Linked DNA regions of Oryctolagus cuniculus: regions 1 and 3 are each linked to region 2. A link is a contact called in public Micro-C data. All regions are on one chromosome and are shown on one strand. Each heading gives the region's core, a stretch centred on a gene start, on an enhancer-like site or on the middle of the called end of the contact. The rest is flanking DNA. Distances are from core to core; before and after follow the strand shown.

The links. Hi-C and Micro-C count contacts between places; a contact is called where the count stands out from the background.
Region 1: a Micro-C map of ear pinna shows a contact between it and region 2, with 4 times the contacts expected there. The contact joins the promoter of CTTNBP2NL here to the promoter of ST7L in region 2. A contact is called at or near these places in 4 of 6 Hi-C or Micro-C datasets (ear pinna, psoas muscle, skin fibroblasts and 1 more).
Region 3: a Micro-C map of ear pinna shows a contact between it and region 2, with 5 times the contacts expected there. The contact joins the enhancer-like site here to the promoter of ST7L in region 2. A contact is called at or near these places in 2 of 6 Hi-C or Micro-C datasets (ear pinna and embryonic fibroblasts).

The regions. Positions count from the first base shown.
Region 1 is chr7:57,960,315-57,965,253 of mOryCun1.1, forward strand. CTTNBP2NL (CTTNBP2 N-terminal like) reads right to left here and starts at 2,646. Exons shown (of 6, transcript XM_008264666.4): 1 at 2,514-2,646.
Region 2 is chr7:57,702,855-57,707,368 of mOryCun1.1, forward strand. ST7L (suppression of tumorigenicity 7 like) reads left to right here and starts at 2,856. Exons shown (of 17, transcript XR_007923918.2): 1 at 2,856-3,105. CAPZA1 (capping actin protein of muscle Z-line subunit alpha 1) reads right to left here and starts at 2,328. Exons shown (of 9, transcript XM_070077873.1): 1 at 2,183-2,328. The coding sequence starts at 2,221.
Region 3 is chr7:57,996,671-58,001,052 of mOryCun1.1, forward strand. No RefSeq gene overlaps it. Among named protein-coding and RNA genes, the nearest start is that of CTTNBP2NL, 36 kb to the left of the region's middle. Within about 2 kb of position 1,966, at least 3 of the 8 cell types and tissues checked have an H3K27ac peak or open chromatin away from gene starts, as enhancers often do. A contact at or near this core is called in ear pinna, where this site is marked.

The DNA.
Region 1 (4,939 bases), core at 1,396-3,895, 260 kb after region 2:
AAACTATCCTTCAATGGAAATCAGTAAACAATCAGTTAGTAGGCCCTCCTCAACTTACTTCATCCCCATTAGGTCAGTCTTAGAAAAATAAAATTCTGAAATGCACAGGTTTCACTTGGGTTCATAAGTCTGGTTCATATTTCATGATGGCAAAATTATATTACCTGGCCAGCATATGTTTCCTTATGATACTGGAGTTTTAGAAGCCCTCAGATAAGGAAAATCAAGTCAAATCAAGACCAAAAACATATGTTTATACTAATAAGGCATGCCATATTTTATCAGTACACTATCTTTCCAGCTTAAGACAATAGCTTCAAACTAAGTTCCTTAAACACTCATTAAGTCACAGTATATATACCACACACTGTAAAGGATAAAAAGAAGGCTCTATCTGCCCTCACAGAATCTGTAATTTAATAAGATGCACATACAAATTTTCTGCTTCCGAAATGTTTTCTTCATTTAACACACCAGACGGATGTTGAAAAAGTTAGAGGAGCTTTCCAAGACACAAAGCTGTATCAAACAGGTCCTGCTTAGTGTGCCAAATCATCCAAGAATGTTATTTGCTTTTTCCTCTCATTTATTAAGGCCCTGGCAATTGCCACCAACTGGTGTCCTCAGCCTCTTAGCTTATTTTCTGACCTCTGCCCATGTAATAAGATACATCTTCTTGGGATTTCCTGTTCTCTGTTTTTTTCTGCCGCTTTTGCAGCGAGGCCCATGTCTTTCCCTACTAGGGCAGCAGTGCACTCCGTGCTGCTGGGAAGACCCTGCACACACAGTCTTCTTGATGCTTTCCTCCTGCAGGTCCGGAAACAACCACTGAGCAGCTCAGCCAGCACTGAGAACCGCTCTGCAGACTCGGAACCCAACCACACAACACTCATTACCTCCAGGAAGTCATCTCAGGATGGCTATGCAGGGGAGTGAGAGACAACAGCCTACAGTCACCCTCTGTGATTCCAACTCCTTGCATCTCATTGCTTTGGCTAAATATAACAGCAGTGAGATGGACTTGGGATGGAAAGCAAAGCAGAGAAAAAAAAAAAAAGGCTAAAAATACAGCAGGTTTTAATATATAGAAGTGCTAAGCACAGATGGTTACTGAGGGCTCCAGGCCATGAACATCAGGCAAAAGGCATCACTCTGTTGCATCTGCTACAAATCCTTTACAAGCACACCACAGAGACGTGTGTTGGTATTTACATATGTTAATAGCTAACGTCCACCTTGCCTTTATTTACCCTTATCTCTGAGATACAAATTTTATTGCTGATATTCTAAATTTTGGTGGATGATAATGGCATTATAAAACCAATCAATAACATCCTATAGGTTTTTTGTGTCCCAGTAGGGGAAAAGCCACTCTAAAAGAGGGGCTGGGGAGTAATCAAAGGCCGAGGGCCCAGATTAATCATAAACCTAGACGACTGAACCTGAATTTTCTCCCCACACTTCCTGCCTTTTGTCTCAACCTGCAGTACAGCTTCAAGGTTAACTGGCTTCTCCCTGAGCAACGGGCTCAGCCCACCCAGGCCGGCGAGACCCTCGTTCCTCATTTATTTATCCACCCCGTTTCATTTGAAAACACGCTCTTGTTCATTGATTGTCAAACAATATGCCCTGTATTCCTACCCACGCGAGGCCAAGTCTGCAGATAGCCCACACGCCCACCTCATCGTGAAACACAAGGAGGACGGCTTCCCATCAAGCTCTCGGGGAGAAAACAGGGTGGAAAGCAAAAATAAAACGCAGCTCAAATCTGAAACGACCCTCAGAAGCTGGGCGGTCCCGAAGCAATAGAGGGAAGGTACAAAGCGTGGTGGGTTGGCGGTGCCATTTCTCTTTCTTCCAGAGTCTACAAGAGTCCCGAGGCAAGGGAGCTCTGGACTCCCCCACGGAGAGCAGAGGGTCACCGGGGCTGCAGAGGGGCTGCAGAGGGGCTGCAGAGGATGGGGGATGGGCAGAACGCAAGTGGCGAAGGCCGCTTCGCCCGTGCAGCTCGCCGTCTACTACGCGTCTTTGATTTTTTTTTCCCCCTTCGCCTCATCCTTCCTTTTTGGAAAACTGATATGCTATTACGGAGGAAACCGGCTCCGGTGCCACCCCGGCGAGCAGGGACAGGTGGAGGGAAAGCGGGCTGGCCCCCGGAGCGTACACGGCGAGGGTGGGGGCGGCAGCCTACAGAACGGGAACCTGCGATTCCCGCGCCAAGGCTGGGGCGCGGGACGGGAGGGGCTTCTAGGTGAGCGGCGTCCCGACGGAAGCCCCTGCCGAGGAGCCGGGAACTGGAAGGGGATGCAGTAGTAGCGGCGAGGACCCTCGGAGGATGAGGAGACGCCTCCTCGGGGAATACCGGGAGCTGGAGGAGGCGGCCCCGCCCCCTCAGGGGATGGCCCCGGGGATGAGAGCGGCCGGTGGCAGAGGCTACCCGCGCTCCTACGCCTGCTTTTCTCTGAGAACCCGGCCTCCCGCCACCGCCGAGCCCAGGCACCCGCCGCCCCTACCTTCCCGCGGCGCTCCGGGATCCGCTCCCCGCCGCCTCCGCCGCCGCCACCCGTTCCCCATCCACAGCCCCCGAGGTCCCGCCTCCCCAGCCGCCGGCGGGGCCACTGGCATTCGCCTGGGCCAGTCACCGCCTCGTCTCTCCAGCGCCGGCACCAATCCACGCGGGCTGGAGGAGGAGCTTCTCCAATGTCATTCAGGCTCCTCCCAGGGCCCCAGGATCCCTTTTGTTTGGAGAGAGCCAGGCTGGGATTGAGGTGGCGTCACTTCCGGAAGGAAGCGCCCTCCTCCTGCCGGGGCTCCAGGGTGGGCTCGTGCTGCCCCGGGCCCGGGGTCTGCAACTTTCTTACCTTTTGTGCAGTTCCTGGGCAGGGCCAGGGCACGAGCGCTAGGTTCTTTACCCTGACTGTACAGGAGTTTTGGGATTGGCGGGCGTCTGATGGCCCGATTGATGGGAATCCTATGTAAAATGCTAATAAATAAAGTGAGCTTTGTTGTCTGCTTTAAAATTAGCTGTTGAAAACCTGGTAAAGTGGCTTCCTGCTCTCCCTCCCTCCCTTTTTCCTGGACGCGCCTGGGTGTGGTGCTGGAAGCAAGGGCGCCAACAGGAAAGACCCGGGACCGACCACTCCTCTGTTTCAGAGAAGTGCAGAAGAGGATACTAGGTCTGGAGCCCCCGGGGCAGAGACACGGGATAGCACCCAGGAGGGCATAGACGTAGCCTGTCCGCCTTCGGGGCAGGAATGGAGCAATCCCAAGTTTGTGTGGCAAGTCTCTTGCCAGGTGAGGAGACTTCTTCGTGTTCCTGGTCCCTTGTACCGCAGGGTAATGGCGTTTTCAGTGAAGCGGAAACAAAGGACAGTGTGGAGGATGCAAGGAATGTAGATCTTAGTGGCAACAAGCTCTAAGAAGGACTTAGAGCCTGCAGACAGAGAAGATGCACCACTCTCTGAGGTCGAAGTTTCCTTTTTCCTAGGCGCACAGGTGGAAATTGATCGGAACCACACTATTTTTAGCACAGTAAAAGTACTTATAAGACAAATGTTTCTAATGTGTAATGTATTACCTTTAATTCAGTATTGCTTGTTTGAATTATTATTTGCAACACAGTCGTGGGGACGCACCCGCCATCCTGCAGGCAGGGCGCAGTTTACAGCTTGGGAGGAGGAAGTAGTCAGTCTGTAACCACCTGACCAGGTGGGAGTTTTTATCACGACATCACTGTGCAGGGTCTTTCATATCATGATATTTAATCTTCAGTGCTCGGGCCGGTGCTCTGGGCTAATCCTCTGCCTTGCGGCGCCGGCACACCGGGTTCTAGTCCCGGTCGGGGCGCCGGATTCTGTCCCGGTTGCCCCTCTTCCAGGCCAGCTCTCTGCTGTGGCCAGGGAGTGCAGTGGAGGATGGCCCAAGTGCTTGGGCCCTGCACCCCATGGGAGACCAGGAGAAGCACCTGGCTCCTGCCATCGGATCGGCGTGGTGCACCGGCCACAGCACGCCGGCTGCGGCGGCCATTGGAGGGTGAACCAACGGCAAAGGAAGACCTTTCTCTCTGTCTCTCTCTCTCTCTCTCTCACTATCCACTCTGCCTGTCAAAAGAACAAAAAAATAAAATAAAAAAATAATCTTCAGTGCTGTATGAGAACTCGGTCCCTATCCTGTAAGATAGGCAACATCGGGGCCAGTGCTGTGGTGCAGTGGGTTAATCTGCAGCCTTCAGCGCTGGCATCCCCTATGGGCTCCGGTTCAAGTCAGTCCCAGCTGCTCCACTTCCAATCCAGCTCCCCGCTGATGTGCCTGGGAAAGCAGCAGCAAATGACCCAAGTGCTTGGGCTCCTGCACCCACGTGGGAGACCTAGAGGAAGCTCCTGGCTTCTGGCTATGGCCTGGCCCAGCCCTGGTCATTGCAGCCATCTGGGCAGTGAGCTGGCAGATGAAAGATATCTGTCCTTCTCTCTCTAACTCTGCCTTTCAAATAAATAAATCTTTAACAACAACAACAACAAAAGACCACATTGTGTCCAACTTACAGAGGAGAAGACAGAGACTCAAGAGGGGTTAAGTAAGGTTATAGAGCTAGTAAATGGTAAAGAAAGCACCTGCAGGGATGACACTGTGGCACAGTGGCCTGTGACGCCAGCATCCCACACGAGCACCAGTCTGAGTCAAGGCTGCTCCACTTCCAGTCCCTGGTAATGAAAGCAGCGGAAGGTGGCCCAGGTGCTTGGGCTCCTGCCACCCACATGGGAGTTCCAGATGGAGTTCCTGGCTCCTGGCTTCACCCTGGCCCAGCCCTGGCTGTTGCTGTCATTTGGGGAGTGGACCAGCAGAGGGAAGATCTCTTTGTCTCCGTAACTCTTTCAAACAAGATAAATAAAAAATTTTTAAAAAGAGCGTCCAGTAAAGATGGATAACCTCACACCTATAC
Region 2 (4,514 bases), core at 1,606-4,105:
ATAAGTTCCTGGCTCTGGATCCACCCGGCTCCAGCTCTTGTGGCTATTTGGGGAGTGAAACAGCAGATGGAAGACCTTTCTCTCTGTCTCTCTCTGTCTGTAACTCTGCCTCTCAAATAATAAATAAAAATCTTTTTTAACGAATGCATAGTTTTAATTGCTGGGATTAAAAAATTTAACAAAATCTCAACTTCAAATCAAATGGAATTTGCGAGATTTTTATCATATCAGCTACAGTTAGTCACTCACACTAATAAAGACAATGTGGTTGGTTAAAAGTCTTTACCAAATATGAAATTCATTAACATTTTGGGGTAGACTTACCTTACCAACTATGATTTGCTTGATATGTCATTATTAAACCATTTACCAGGAGATAAGAAGAAACAATCCCAAAGCTGCTGCTACAAAATCAAAACTAATGCTATAAAGATACTGACAATGCTCAGACATCTAATTTGTACTTTGAAATACATATGTATTTCCCCAACTTTAATTTAAAAGGCATTCTAACCTAGTTATAAAGATCAAAAAATCAACAGCACTGGCACTGGCAAATGCTTATCATTTGGGCACAATAACCTTCAACAGTTTAATGTCTAAATTCTTCATAAAAATTTGTTGTAATAAAATTTTTACTTAAAATAAGTGGACCATGATCAGCTGGGTTAACAAATTTTTATCCCAGGATTTTCACTATAATTAATTTTATCTGAATTATAGCTATTTGCCTTAAAACAATAGTTTTCTTCTCAGCATAAGTTCATATATAAGGCTTTCCCCCTGTTTTATTCATTTACACTTGATCTTAGCCAAAAGGCCGAGAAGTTTCTAAACAAGACAACCAAACTCTAAAGTGTTGTTCAGTGGCTTGTGCTGAGCACATTCTTCAACATTTCAAAATGGCACTGCGTTTATAGATAGGACATGTCAAATTACCCTGTACAGAGGATTCCTGGATCACACACACACAGTCCCCTCCTCTACCCTAATCTTTAAAAAATAAATAAATAAATAAAGCATTCAAATTTACAGAACACTCAAGGGTGCATCTTCAGTAAAGGCCACTTCGGGAAACAAGACCTAATTCTTTATCCTATAGTTAAGCCATTCTAGTTTCCACAGGCTTTCAAATGATGTATCTACTGAAAATCCTGGCACAGTGTTAAGAAAGATGTACAGTTGTCGTTAAAAAAAAAAAAAAGTTATTCCACTAAACGTAGAACATGATGCTATTTAAGACACTTTTAAAGAAGTAGACAAATTGATGCTGACACATCCAACTGTAATCTAAGCCATCACAGGGAAGCATCCGATCAGTCAGGATGCTTTGCCGAGACTTAAATTTATTAAAATGCTTATGCGGTATACAAAACAATTCTGGAATTAAAAAAAAAAAAACACAAAAAGCCATTAGCTATTCTTGATTGGTTAACAAGAAAGCAAAAACTTTTTTCCAAATAATCGTTAGGATGGAAGATGCAAGGGATGATGGATGGGGTGGGCGCAGAGACGGTAGGTACCCTACAAAACAATCAAGGGAGTGTCTGCGGGAAAGAGAGCGGTGTTCAAATTCTGCAGCAAATGTCCTGAGGCTTACACAGGTATTAGAGCGAATCCGTTCAGTCGACAGTACGTGAGAAAAGAAGTGGATGTGTAAGTGAGGCGGTCAACACTAGGAGACCTCTCCTCTCTAAGGACTCGGGACAGCAGAGATCACTTCCTGAGGAAGGAGGAGCAAAAGGGAAGTTAAGAGGCCACCCTGACCAGGAAGTGACTCGCCCTAAACTAGCCCCAATCATACTTAAAAATGGGGGGGATGGGCCGAGCCCCAACAGCTAAAGGCGGCCAAATAACTGCTGCTCCGTACGTCGCGACATCACCGCCGGCCCCTCTCCTAATGACCGAAGAGAGCCCACAGTCACGACACAGTAAGGAAAAAGTCTCCTGTGGAAGGAAGGCCACTGGACTGTGCCTCAGACCCTGGAGGAAAAGAGAGTTGAGTAATGGGGAACTGGGGCCACCGTGAGGCAGAGGGAAGCGTCCCGACCGCGGAGAGCGCATGCCACCGCGGCCCACGAACTTTCTTTTTGCTGAGGACACTGCCGGGCTCGCCACCGCAGCCGAGTCGGGCCCCTGTACCCTGTCGGGGCAGGAGATGAGAGAGAGGCGGACCCCTTACCTTCTCCTCATCCGACACCCGATCCTCGAAGTCGGCCATCTTGGGCTGCTCTGGCCCAGCCCGGCCGCGGGCGCGAGGCAGGCCGGGAAGAAAGCCGAGTGATGGAATCACCGCAGGGGCCGTCGGAAGGACCCGCCCGGAAACCCCGACCGACAGGGCGCCATGTCAGTTACGCGCGGCGGGGCCCGACCCTGGCGCCCGCGCCGCAGGAAGTCGGCTTTGCCATCAGGGATTTTTTTAGTCTAATATCTTTCTCACTGAGTTACGTTCGTTTCCCTGTTCATCTATTGGATGCTGGCAGAGAGTTTCGCCTGTCCTTAACGCCTGGGCTCCATCCGACCAGAGAGCGATCGCTACTCCTAGAGGTTTTCCTGGTATTAGTGATCTCCATGGCAGCCGAGTCCAAAGCGTTAAGAGCTGCTCGGCCCTTGAAACGACGCCGGGAATGGGGTGAAAGGTGACTCTCGTGTCGTTTGGAAGCAAAAACACTTCAGGGTCACATCCTAGTCCATTTCCTCCCAGAATACGTGCTGCCAGACGCCCCTTCCCTGTCCCCAGAAGGTCCGCCACCTTCCAGATCTTCTCGGTCCCCGTTCCCCCAGGATTCCCAGCTTCGCGGAGGCTAACTTCAGGTCCGCCACTATCCCAGGATTCCCGACTCCCGGTTTCCTGCCCTTCTCCCCTCCCAGCTCCGGGCGCCCGCGGAAGCGGCAAGATGGCGGACGGTTACGGCTCGTGTGAAGCCGGGGCTGCGGCGGCGACTGCTCCTGCTCCCGCTCCCGGCCTGAGCCCGCCGCTGGGCTGGAAGGAGCGGCTGCGGGCTGGGCTGGCGGGGACTGGGGCCTCGCTGTGGTTCGTGGCGGGGTTGGGGCTGCTTTACGCTCTGAGGGTCCCGCTGAGGCTGTGTGAGAACTTGGCAGCGGGTGAGAGACTCGGATCTCCCGGGGGAGCGCGGGGACGCCAGGAGAAGTGCCCGGGGCGAGGGCTAAGGGTGGAGACGCTCGGTAGCCGCGGAGGGCTTCGGAGAAGGTGTTGGCGATGCGCGACCGAGGGGCACTTCTCTCTCGGGCCGCAGCCGGGCAGCTGATTGTCAAACCCGAGCTGCCGCTGGCGGCTCCTCCCTAGAGCTTTTCAGATCCGCCCTCTTGGGTCCTCCTTCACCTGCGGAGAAAGCCGCCGGCCGACCGTAAGCTTCAGGTGCTGAGACCAAGAGCGCGTTCTCAAACTCGGAGGTGGAATTTCTATACCCCCTCGCCGTTGGTAGGGTCCCCTGAAAGTCGTTCCTTTGAATCTCCCGCCGCCCAGCCCTGAGACCCCACCCTAGACGGCGAAGACGAGCAGCTCTGTCAAAGATGCCGAGATCGTAGTCGACCGTTCTGTTGCCTTAAAAGCTCTTAGACTTTTCGCGATATTTTTGGTTTTTTAGACTTTAATCTTGAGTGATGAACACTGCAGGAGGGAGAAGGGAAGAGAGAGAGGAATAGCGGTGGGGTTGTTCATTCTTTTTTTTTTTTTTTTTTATCCCAATATTTGTGGAGCTTGCTATGTAGCCTGTGTTGAAGATACAAAGGCCTATGGGAGACCGTGATCCCCCGGGGATTCTGAAATACTATTCTTTCAGCTACAGACAGGACGAAGTAGATAAGGCCTAAGGCCTTTTACGCTGTCGTGACAGTATTTCACTTGCTCTCAGCAGCAACCTCAGAACAAGACGAAGTTATTTCCGATTTGTGATGACTTTGACAGTCAAAATCATGGTTTTATTTTTCTGTAGCAAGAGAAGACAAATACTCCCTTTTCTATTCCATGAGGTGACACGAAAGACTGAGATAATGTTTGGAAATATGTTTCTTTTTTTTTAGAAAATAGGTACAAATGTAAATTCAGAAATAACTAACACTAGACTGAGAAGCTAATTTGGCACCTGTAACAGGTGCTTCATGATATTTGTATGCTCAGTAAAATATTATTAACTGAGTTCACTGTTTTTCTACTTGTTAACTAGATACCCATTTAGATGAGAGTAGTTGACTATTATAAGGTTTCTCTCTTTTTTTTTTTAAACTCACAGTATTTGTGAGACAATTATTTGAAGTGAAAAATCTGATGTAGGATTTCAGTTAATCAGCTTTCACTTTGTTGCTCTGCCTCTGCAGCTGAGTTACCAAATGCAGACGTGGTTTCCTTCCGTCTAATTTGTGTTTCTCCAGAATAATTAGGGAGTGGCTGGAGGTTTGTTTAGCTTCTTATCCTTATAGGTTTGCAAAGTTCTTATCCAAATTGTGACTGAAAAGTCATGGAGTTTTATTCTCAAAAGCAAGCCAAATTATGT
Region 3 (4,382 bases), core at 716-3,215, 290 kb after region 2:
AAGATCATGAAGCTTTCCTATCAAGCACAATAAATAATAAGTGGCACATCTCAATTCCATGTTATGGCAATTAAAGTTTTTTAAAAGATTTTAATTTTTTGTTTTCACTACATTTGAAAGACAGTGATACATATTCAGCCTGTGTGTGTGTGTGTATGTGTATGTGTCTGTGTGTGTGTATGTGTGTGTGTGTGTGTGAGAGAGAGAGAGAGAGAGATCTTCCATCTGCTGGTTCACTCTCCAAATGACCACAAAAGCCAGGGCTGAGCCAAGCTGAAGCAGGAGCCTCAAACTCCATCTGGGTCTCCTATGTGGGTGGCAGGGACCCAGGGACTTGAACCATCATCTGCTGCCTCCAAGGAAGCTGGATTGGAAGCAGAGGGGCTAGGACTCAAACCGGGCATTCCAATATGGGATTCAGGCATCCCAAGAGGCACCTTACGCGCTGTGCCAAACGCTTGCCTCCATGTTGTGAAATTTCAGGGGTGGAATTGATATGGGGGGCCAGGAGAAGGTAGGGGAGACTCTCTGCTTGGATTTTAGAATTCAAAATAAGGTTGAATATTAGCCACAGCCTCTGAGCACAAAGCACCCAGTTTTCAAGGAGAGCTAGCTCTTTGGGAACGGCTCGAACCTTAAAACTTACAGTAGTTTTGCATGGGGTAAAGCCACAGCTCCTAGTAGGAGTTCAATCCCTGGATTGCCCTCCAGGACGGGTGAGGAGGGGGAGGCTGTGTCAGACGGAAGGGATGGGACTGCTGGGGGTAAGCCCGAGGGAGGGGTGCAAGGAGAGTGACGCCTGAGGGAGGAGGAGGAGGAAGCAGGTCGGTCGGCCCAGGGGAGCGCTCAGACCCGCGGCGGAGCCCCTGCCAGCCAACAGGCAGCTTGGGGCAAACAGGGCTCCATGTGAGTGGCAAAGGGCGAGGCTCGCTCAGCCCTGGCTGGGAACTGTCCCCAAGAAGACCAAGAAGACCAGGGCTCAAAGCCTGGGGAGGCGGGAGAGCTGAAGGAACTCCCTGCAGGGGCAGCTAAACCTAACCCTGGGCAGCGAGGCAGCAGGTGCTCTGGAGAAGGGGCGTGGTCTCTGTCTCTGGGCGTGGTCTCTGCCTCTGCCTGCCGTGCACCAGGACTGCAGGCTAGAGTTCCAGGGACACGCGCGGCCTTAAGGCAACCGCGCTGCCTGGTTTCCTCCTGGTTGACGCGGAGAAAATGTCCCCTTGGCGGGCTGTGGGAGGCTTGGGGCAGAAGCGGGTGAGCAGAGTGCGGGGCGCAGCACAAGCATCTGGCGAGGGTGCGCGTTTCCCTCTCCCCCAGATGGAAATCAGCCAGGGGAACATTCTGTTCCGCTAGCCGGTCCCGCCCTGCTCGGTGTAGACTTCATTTCCTGTCGTCTTCCAGGAGGCAGCCGAGCCCCATGGCCGCCGCCTTAGCCTCTGGCTGTGCTGCCCCTGTGTCCCAGGGACTGAGAAGGCCCCTGGCTTGTCCCTCTCCCGACTTGCTCAGCCTGGGGGACTCCAAGACCTCCCCGGCTGCTGGCCTTCCCAGAGGGGTACTGCTGGTCAGTGTTAGGATGGGGAGGGGAGGGAGGCTTCCTGGAATGTTCTAGAAGTAAGCAAATTGCACCATCTCCTCCAGCTGCCTGGGAGTGCATTCCACGGAGGATTCCTGTAAGCAGCAGCATCGTGTTCCTCTTTCTAAGTGCCTCATTAAAAGCCCGGAGACAGACTCCCCATGCTTCCCTCAGCCTGGCGGGAGAGACTGCGCCTACCCGGGAGGGGGCAGGAGGTGCCCTGGGCCAGCCATTACCCCCCACTGGGTGCCCTGACCACAGCGACACTGGTCTCCAAGGCCCAGTTACTTCCCACAGGCATGTAATTTGGCCCGATTTACCGGGAAGTCGCATAAACACGAGCCACTTGCGTTTCTTCCAGTAGCTGCCCTGGGCTCCACGGGGCCCCCTCTCTCTTTCCTGCTGGGGAGCAACGGCTTGGTCTGGCTCCGGAATTTTCGATGACTACCACAGCCTCATTCCGGTAATTAAGACTCAGCCTTTTACATTTTTAAAACTTTCATCTCAAACCCGATTCGATGCTCTTCTCTCGTTCCTGCAGCGCGCGCTGGAGCTGGGCGCTGGCTGCGTGGAGCGCCGGTGCGTGTTTGAAGGCACGTCCTCCTCCCCCGTCTCCCAGGCTTTAGTGTCTCTCTTAGGGCAGAGCGGGGAGGGGTGAAGGCGAATAAGAACCCCCTTTCTATGACTGTAGGGGACAAAGAAGCATCCCCTACCCCTCCCTGGCTCTGTCTGGCTTTGACGCTGCAGATTCCCTCCATCACTGAGGTCACCTCTTTCCCCCTCTTAATTCGGCAGCCACCTGGGCAAGTCGTTGGCTTCTGGCCTTTAGCAGGCTCTGTGCATCTCCATGCGGAGCCAAGACCTGCCGGATGCCTCTTGCACTAGTTTTGGAGAGCCATGCGGTCCTGGGATGGGAGAGGCCTGCGTCTCTTTTCCAGTCACGCTGCCGCAGGCTCTGTTTCCCATTGCTGGACGGGCTAGGGCAGGGCCCTCGGCTTTCACGACCTCCAGGCCGGAAGTGGTACCTGGCTACTTTCAAGAGCAATGCCAGCCCTCAGATGCCCTCAGAGGGCGTGCACGAACCACACTGCCTTTCTTTCCTGCAGTGAGGGGACACGAAGCAGACTGGGCTGTGGTTGCAGGCCCCCAGGACGGCGAGGACCCCTGCGCCTCCGAGGCGCTGTGGTGAGTCTGGACTCCTTCTCTGTCCTACCTGGGGAGGAGAGCTTTTCCGCTTCCCTTCGGCTCTCGGTCCTGTTTCCATCCTGACTGCAGGTGGGCTGGGTGCCCGTCCGTTGGGAGGTGCTGGTGTGGAGGGAGCTGGCGCCACCTGCTGGCTGATTGCTGGTAACACGCTGGGGTTGCTTGGCTCCTCTGGGCTGCAGTTTAGGCGTCCCGCAATGTACAAGGACTCTACTCTTCCTCCTGGAAGGATTCCTAGGTTGTCTCAGAAAGCTGAAATTCTCTTTGACTGTGACCCTCAGCACTCGGGCCCTCGTTGGCAGTAGGTCCATGTGTATCCGAATGACCCTCTTCATGTGTGTCCGGGTAGCGTTTGCAATGTTTATGGATTCTTGCCGCATGCCATCCACTTCTGTCCTATTCGTGTCACATATTCGTCTCATTCAGGCCTCACCACCACAACCCCATGAGCCGGGGACCAGTTCTATCCCACTTTACAGATGGGAACACTAAACTGAGACACACAAGTCCCATAGCTGCCCAAGGCCTGGAGCCAGGAAGTGGTATGAATAGATGGTCAGAGCTCACAGTCCGTACACTCAGCCGCTGTCCTGTCTTGCCTACTTGGTTTTCTGCTGTGGTCCCTCTGCCCCTCACCTCTTTCCCTCCCTCCCCTCCAAGGTCCTGAATAAGCACTTATTTGTAGATCAACTTATTTGTAGATCAGGACATAGTATAACTTTTTGTCTGCACTAACACAGTCTGCCCAGCTGGGGCTTGTGCAAGATCTGAGCAAGCCCTGGGGAGACTGTGGTGAAGTTGCAAGTGGGCCAGCCTGGGGTGATGCTGACGTCATCGGCATAGACCCCTTTGCACAGAAGGCCAAGCTTTCTCATCAAATCCTTTCTCAAACATTTTAGTTGAATTTTTCCCAGGGAGGCCCGGAGGCCCCAGGCGAGTCTACCTGAGCACCTCTGTTCCCTCCAGAGCTGAGCATCTCCACTGTGTGTCTAGTACGTCCCCTCCTGTGTCTCCAGGCCACTGCCCGGAGCACAGAGGCGCTGTTCCCATGTACATGAAATGGGTGAGGAGGCCCGAGGTTAGCCAGCTGCCTGAGGTCACAGAGCTTGCACCAGGTCTTCAATGGCCAATCAGTATTAATAAAAAAATAGATGTTTCAAAAATTCTTTGCAGCAATGTAAATATATTTTCTAATTCCACTTCTCTATGAACTTTTTGAAGTGCCTTCACATTGGCTGATATGGGGACCTGGGACCGGAACTTCTGTCTCTGTCTCTTCGTGTGGCAGGTGCATCCTTAGCTACCTTCCCTGAGCCCCAGGCTGCCCCCCCCCTTACATGCTCTCCATCCGCCAGTGGGCAGCTCCCCTCCTTGCCTCCAGCCCCACCAAGCCCCTGTCCTCACCCCTCTAGCCTCCTCCCACCGGCTTCACCAGCACTTTCCCCATTTCTCCCAAGGCCTGGAAGCCCCTCTGGGAGTAGGGGCCCCAGGCCATGAAGACCCCTGACGGAAGTCCACGGAGGCGCTGTTCATTGCCTTTACCGGCCTGAGTCATGGTGATGTTATTTATTGTCAGATAAATGTATTTCCAGATAAAACAGAAACGAAC